2 separate regions of the Pan troglodytes genome follow, and region 1 is linked to region 2. Evidence: chromatin contacts called from public Hi-C data. All regions are on one chromosome and are shown on one strand. Each heading gives the region's core, a stretch centred on a gene start, on an enhancer-like site or on the middle of the called end of the contact. The rest is flanking DNA. Distances are from core to core; before and after follow the strand shown. Region 1 holds the start of NFAM1 (NFAT activating protein with ITAM motif 1). Region 2 holds the start of NDUFA6 (NADH:ubiquinone oxidoreductase subunit A6).

Region 1 (3,063 bases), core at 357-2,856, 350 kb before region 2:
TTGCAGAGTGCTCTCACTTCGTTTACTTCCATTGTGCTTCACTAAACCCTGACAAAGTGGGTATTTCATCCCCATTTTGTGGATGCAGAAACTGCCCCCCACTTCAACGCCTGAGGAGACAAGGCTGGGATGCAAACTGAGCTCACACCAGAGCCCCTGGCCCTTCCCAGGACGCGGCGCTGACCCTACAAGGAGGAGGGAGAGGGGAGGGAGTGGGGAGGGGAGAAAGGTTGTCGGGAGGAGGAGGAAGGAAGGAAGGGAGGGAGGGCAGGTGGGGGGCAGAAGGGGCGGGGAGGAGGGAGGAAGTGGGAAGGAGGGCGAAGAAGGGAGAAGCGGGGGAACGGAGAGGGGGAGGGAGTATCAAACCTGTCCCATATTTGAGAGGTGCTTCGAGCAGTTTCCGAAGTGTGAGAGCCAGGGTCTGTTTAAATGCAGATTTCCTGGCCCTGCAACTCTCTGGGGTGGAGCCAGCGTGTCTGCAGATTAGTGGCAGCCACACACACCCTCTGCTCATGGGAGACTGAGGCTCTGGTCTCACAGAACCTGAGAACTGTGGGTGAGGAAGCATGAATAGCCTCAGGGGAGGCTAATTGCTTCCTTAATTAGCTGAACCCGCGCTGGGGAGCCCTGCCCGGAAAGTCCTAGTTGCTGGGAAGGATGGGACTGGCTTGCCTGGCGGCCAATAACCGTCTCCGCTGGAGGCTGCCCCAGAGGAGATTGTGCGGCGTTTCCAGCAGAAACAGCACAAGGGGAAAGAGCCGGGCCACCGCGGTGCCCAGGAAGGGATTTAAAGAGGCAAGCTGAGGTCCTGCAGCCGCCACGCCCTGCACCCTGTACCCACAGCCCTCCGCCGGCACACTCCTGGTTCTGCCTGCACCGGACCCCCCCGGAACCCCCACTGCCCTATCCCACTGCCGCTCAAGCCGTATCTTGATCTTGCTAGGCGGTGGCCTCAGGGCAGCCCAGGACCCCTAGAAGGGGAAGAAGGGTCACGGAGAGGAAATCTCAGGTGAGGGCGTTCCCATGTCTACCACCAGGTGGCACCATCAGCACAGGCCAACCCTGGGGCTGTCCTGCGTGGCCAGGAGGGGAAGTGGGTGGCACCGTTAGTGGGGGACTTGGTGGCTCTGGCGTCTGTTGTCTGAGGGCCTCCTGGTTCTGTGCTCATCTCTTTCAGGGACATGGTTGTGTCAAGGGCCCGAGCCTCCCAGAACCTTGGCACATGGTGGACGTGGAATAAATGTTGAAAATTGTGGCCGGGTATGGTAGGTCACACCTGTAATCCCAGCACTTTGGGAGACCGAGGCGGGCGGATCACTTGAGGCCAGGAGTTCGAGACCAGCCTGGCCAACATGGTAAAACCCCGTCTCTACTAAAAAATACAAACAGTAGCCGGGTGTGGTGGTGGGTGCCTTTAATCCCAGCTGCTTGGGAGGCTGAGACAGGAGAATCACTTGAACCTGGGAGGAGGAGGTTGCAGTGAGCCAAGATCGCACCACTGCACTCCAGCCTGGGTGACAGAGCGAGACTCCATCTCAAAAAAAAAAAAAAAAAAAAAAGACAAAAAGAAAAAATCATGCCACCTTTGTTTTTTGTTTCTTCTAGATCTTGAAGATTCCTTTTGGTGTGGTGGGGTTGGGGAGTGGGCACTAGCTCCTTGCTGCCTCCCGGAAACTGAGCATAGCAGGGGGACCATGGTATGTGTCCAGTAGAAAAGCCCGGGTCCCCTCTGTGACCTCAAGCAGGTGAGTCACTGTTTTTCTCCCTCACTAAATATGTCAGCTGAGGCGTATAATATCTGCCCTGATTAAAGGACCAGGTGAATTGCAGGAGAGCGCAGTGGTTAAAGCCAGGTCCCGGGAGCTGGAGCCCTTGTTCCACTGCGTCTTCGCTGTGTGGCCTTGGGCAAGTGGCTTGTGTTCTCTGAACTCCAGTTTCCTCATCTGCGAAGCAGGAGCAGTCATAACACCTCCCATACAAGGTTTCTATGAGGGCTGAAGTACAAGAAAAGCCTTTAGAACGGTGTCTGGCATGAAACAAATGCTTAAGAGCCAAAAATACAAGCAGCTGGAACTGAGAGGGGATTCTGGAGACAAGCCAGGCCAGGCTTCCAGCCCGGGCAGCCTGCAGGCAGATGGCCTCCAGGTGGGTCTGCCTGCCTCTGGTGGGGTCAGCGCCACCCAGCTGCAGGGCCACTGCGAGGCACAAGACGGCCCCAGAGGTAAACCCGGCTGCTCCTAGGATGGAGGCTGCCCTTTTTGATAGTGAGGGTGTTTGAGAGCGAGGGTGGATCGGCCCCTGAGTACCCTGGAACCCTTTTTGCCTCAGTGAAGCCAGCTCAGAGGGTCATTCTGAGGGGTCCCTCCTGCTGGTCGGCTCAGCTCCTCTTGGTGCTGGAGTCTTTGGGGAGGAAGGAAGTGATTTTCGCAGCCGCAGCGGGGAGCAGAGGGAGCTCCTTCCCATGGCAGTTCTGCTTCCTGTGCAGAAAGGAACCATGAAGAGCTCAGGACCTCACTGTGTCCCGGATGGAGGCCTCTCAGCTGCCACTTGCTCGCTGGGGCATTTGAAAATCCTGGATTGAGGCCGGGTGCGGTGGCTCACGCCTGTAGTCCCAGCACTTCGGGAGGCCAAGGCGGTCAGATCACCTGAGATCAGGAGTTCGAGACCAGCCTGGCCAACATGGTAAAACCCTATCTCTACTAAAAATACAAAAATTAGCCAGGTGTGGTGGCAGGCGCCTGTAATCCCAACTACTCGGAAGGCTGAGGCGGGAGAATCACTTGAACCCGCAAGGCAGAGATTTCAGTGAGCTGAGATCATGCCACTGCACTCCAGCCTAGTGGAGTCTTTTTTGAGCCTGTCTCAAAAAAAAAAAAAAAGAAAAAGAAAAAAAGAAAAAGAAATCTTGGAGGTGGTCGTGGGTAGGGGATCTGTTTTTCTCCCTGGACAGGGAGCGCCTTGAGGGCAAAACCATGACTTACGTTTTGTCTGCCCAATGCCTGGCACGCAGTAGGCACATAATAAGTGTTTGTGGAACTAAACTGAAAACAGAGACCAGCTGGG
Region 2 (3,374 bases), core at 761-3,260:
GCCGGCTAATTTTTGTATTTTTAGTAGAGACGGGGGTTTCACCATGTTGGCCAGGCTGGTCTCGAACTCCTGACATCAGGTGATACACCTGCCTTGGCCTCCCAAAGTGTTGGGATTACAGGAGTGAGCCACTGCGCCCCATTTTTTTTTGAATGTTGAACACAATGAATTTATCATGATAGTGGGTACTTCTGAAGGAGGCAGGGGTATACACAAGGTTAGAATCATACAGGTAGATATCATGGTATAGGTGCTGCGAGAGTCAGAAAACTGACTCTGGCACCAGCTGCCTGGGCTTCAACCCCAATGCTGTAAAGTAACTTAGTCTCTTTATGCCTCAGTTTTCTCATCTATAAAATGAGTATATCAGCCGGGGGCGGTGGCTCACACCTGTAATCCCAGCACTTTGGGAGGCCGAGGTGGGTGGATCACCTGAAGTCAGGAGTTTGAGACCAGCCTGGCCAACATAGCAAAACCCCATCTCTACTAAAATACAAGCATTAGCCATGCATGGTGGTGCGCACCTGTAATCCCAGCGATTCGGAAAGCTGAGGCAGGAGAATGGCTTGAACACGAGAGGCGGAGGTTGCAGTGAGCCGAGATTGCACCATTGCAGTCCAGCCTAGGTGAGTCTCACTCTGTCTCAAAAAAAAAAAAAAAAAAGGGTATATCAACACAATCTCACTGGTGTGTTGTGAAGCCTAGCCAAGTTAATGTACCTAGAGAACTAGAGAACAGTGGCTACTAAGGACATCTAAGGACACTTTATACAAACCTTAACTGTGTTACAACTTCTTAAGTCAGTACTGAGGTTCAAAAGCTTCCATTTTATTATTATGCTTTATAATTTATATATGTTACGTGCTTTCTTTTGTATAGCTCACTTGAATATATATATACATTTTAGAAGATAATAAGGAAGAAAAAAGTATATCTGGTTTTTTAACCCTTCGAAATGGGAAAGTTTGGAGTAGATGCTCAGCCCCGGCCCCTGGCCCTTCCCCAATACTCACAGGCTCCTGTCAACTACACCTTCAGAAAAAGACGGAGCCTCTTAGGCAGCAGTCAGGCAGGTGGGGGCGATCTGTCAGGTGACCTAGACTCTGGGCCATCTCAGTTTCCTCACCTGTAAAATGGGGATGCTGATGGTACCTACCTGACCTATGAGAGCGGAGAACACTGAGATATCTTGCCCATGGCCTGCCCTGTGGTTAGCTGTCGTTTTTTCCTTGACACTTGTAGGCTCCTCTTCATGTTTACATAACCTCAGTGGGAAAACGCCAGCGAAGAGAGACACTCAGAATGGACGATCTAAAGTTCCTTCCAGCTTCCAAATTCTGGGCTGGTTTTCAGAGATCCAGGGCTCGGGATGCGAATGTCCCTGTCTACGATGGGGCTGCCGTTACAGCCTTCCTCCCGGGGCTCTGGAGACGCGCCAGCTCTTTGACACCTCTCCTGCGCTAAGGAAGAGTTGGTTTACAGAAAAGTAAGTATATCCTGGCCCTGCAGAAAGCCGCCAGGCGGCAGGGCAAGCCCCACCGCAGCCCAGGCGCCATTATCTGCCTCAGCAGTTACCTCGGGGGCCCGCCACGAGGAGGTTCTTCAAGGCCTGCGCTCCCACGGACACTACCAAGGAGCGCGGCGGGCAGCCGGATAGCAGGACGCTGAGGGAAACCCCGCAGTCGCTCGGCGTCCCCGGCGCCAGCTCACGACCCAGCGACCTTCCTGCGGCCCGAGCGTCCCCTGGCGGCGACGCCGGCTCGTTAGAGCGACAGACGGTGTAGTCCAAAGGCCAAGCGGCGTTTCTGTAGATGAGCATGCGCAGCACCCACCGTTCGCTCAGCCAGAGAGAGGCTTCCCAGCCAATCCGAGAGCCTCAGAGTCATCCTCCCGCCCACCCAGCATACAGGCGGGGCGTTCCTCCTTAGCCAATGGGAAAAGACATTCGCCCGCGGTCCGCACGCGCTGCTTGCAAAGGGGTGGGGTTGTGGAGTGGATGCTTTGGCAAGATGGCGGGGAGCGGCGTCCGCCAAGCTACTTCTACCGCCAGCACCTTCGTGAAGCCCATTTTCAGTCGGGACATGAACGAGGCCAAGCGGAGGGTGCGCGAGCTCTACCGCGCCTGGTATCGGGAGGTGCCGAACACTGGTGAGAGGTAGCGGCTTACGTGGGGACCCGGAGGCCGCCGCTCAAGGTCGTAGCCGGCCCGGCCGGGGCTTCTCATGGGCCGAGCTGAGGTCACCAACTTGGGCAGAGGCGACTGCGGGTGCTTCAGGGGAAGAGGGTCACCCGAGCCTACCATGGGCCGGACCTGGCGGCGGCGCGGTGATCAGACCGGCCGTGCCTAGCATTCGTACGTGCTATCGGAGCTTTGGTCTCTTTTGTCCCTCGCAATTGGCGGGAGGACGATGACTGTCAGTGACACACTCACTTTGTGGGTGAGGCAGCGGAGGCACCGAGAGGTGAAGTGATGTGCCCAGGGCCCAGGCCGAGCCACTGTTGTACCCAGAACCCAAAGTCTAGAGTTGCAGAGTGTAATTATAGATGCCCGTTGGATTTTTTTGTTTGTGACAGAGTCTCGCTGTGTCGCTCAGGCTGGAGTGCAGTGGTGCGATCTCGGCTCACTGCAAGCTCCGCCTCCCGGATTCACGTCATTCTCCTGCCTCAGCCTCAGCCTCCCGAATAGCTGGGATTACAGGCGCCCGCCACCACGCCGGCCATTTTTTTTTTTTTGTATTTTTAGTAGAGACGGGATTTCACCGTGTTAGCCAGAATGGTCTCGATCTCCTGACCTCGTGATCCGCCCGTCTCGGCCTCCCAAAGTGCGAGAAAGAGGTGTTTTTGAGTGAGCTGGAGCACGGTGCCACTCCTCAGGGCTGTCGAGTCCCTGCTTGTGTGTGTGAAAAGGCGGTAGAATGTGGTGGTTAGGAGCACGGACTTTTCTTCAGGCGCTGCCCTCAACTAGCTGTGTGACCTTGGGCCAGTTATTTCATCTGTTCCTCAGTTTCTTCATCTTTAAAATGGGAATAATAATTCCTTTTTCAGAAGGTTACTGTATTAAGTTAAAATATCTAGAGTGCTTAGAACAGGGCTTGATGCATATTTAACTCATTAAATATTAGCTGCTGCCGTTGTTTTTGTTGTTATTTTTGTTATTTATAGGGCTTTCCTTAGCAGCAGCTTCCAAGCAGAACCCGGTTCTTTGACATATGAGAACTGTGTCTGCTCCACAGAGTCCCTGTCTTCAAGCTGACTTTTGGAAAAATTGCTACTGACCAGAACTTAAACCCACGCGATACTAGAGAAGGAGAAACTTGAGTGATCTGCTGGTTCAGGGACTGCAAATTCAGATGCCTTCAGGGGCAGGCAGATAA

Evidence for each region. Hi-C and Micro-C count contacts between places; a contact is called where the count stands out from the background.
Region 1: a contact with region 2 is called in a Hi-C map of stem cell-derived neural progenitor cells, with 6 times the contacts expected there. The contact joins the promoter of NFAM1 here to the promoter of NDUFA6 in region 2. A contact is called at or near these places in 1 of 7 Hi-C or Micro-C datasets (stem cell-derived neural progenitor cells), 1 of 1 datasets of contacts at active chromatin or transcription factors (stem cell-derived excitatory neurons) and 1 of 1 other capture datasets (stem cell-derived neural stem cells).

What each region holds. Positions count from the first base shown.
Region 1 is chr23:44,433,082-44,436,144 of NHGRI_mPanTro3-v2.0_pri, reverse strand. It overlaps NFAM1 (NFAT activating protein with ITAM motif 1), which reads left to right and starts at 1,606. Exons shown (of 6, transcript XM_063808074.1): 1 at 1,606-1,745.
Region 2 is chr23:44,086,547-44,089,920 of NHGRI_mPanTro3-v2.0_pri, reverse strand. NDUFA6 (NADH:ubiquinone oxidoreductase subunit A6) reads left to right here and starts at 2,010. Exons shown (of 3, transcript NM_001071791.1): 1 at 2,010-2,148. The coding sequence starts at 2,010. It overlaps LOC134809697, which reads right to left and starts at 1,910. Exons shown (of 5, transcript XR_010156048.1): 1 at 1,576-1,910; 2 at 1,157-1,460.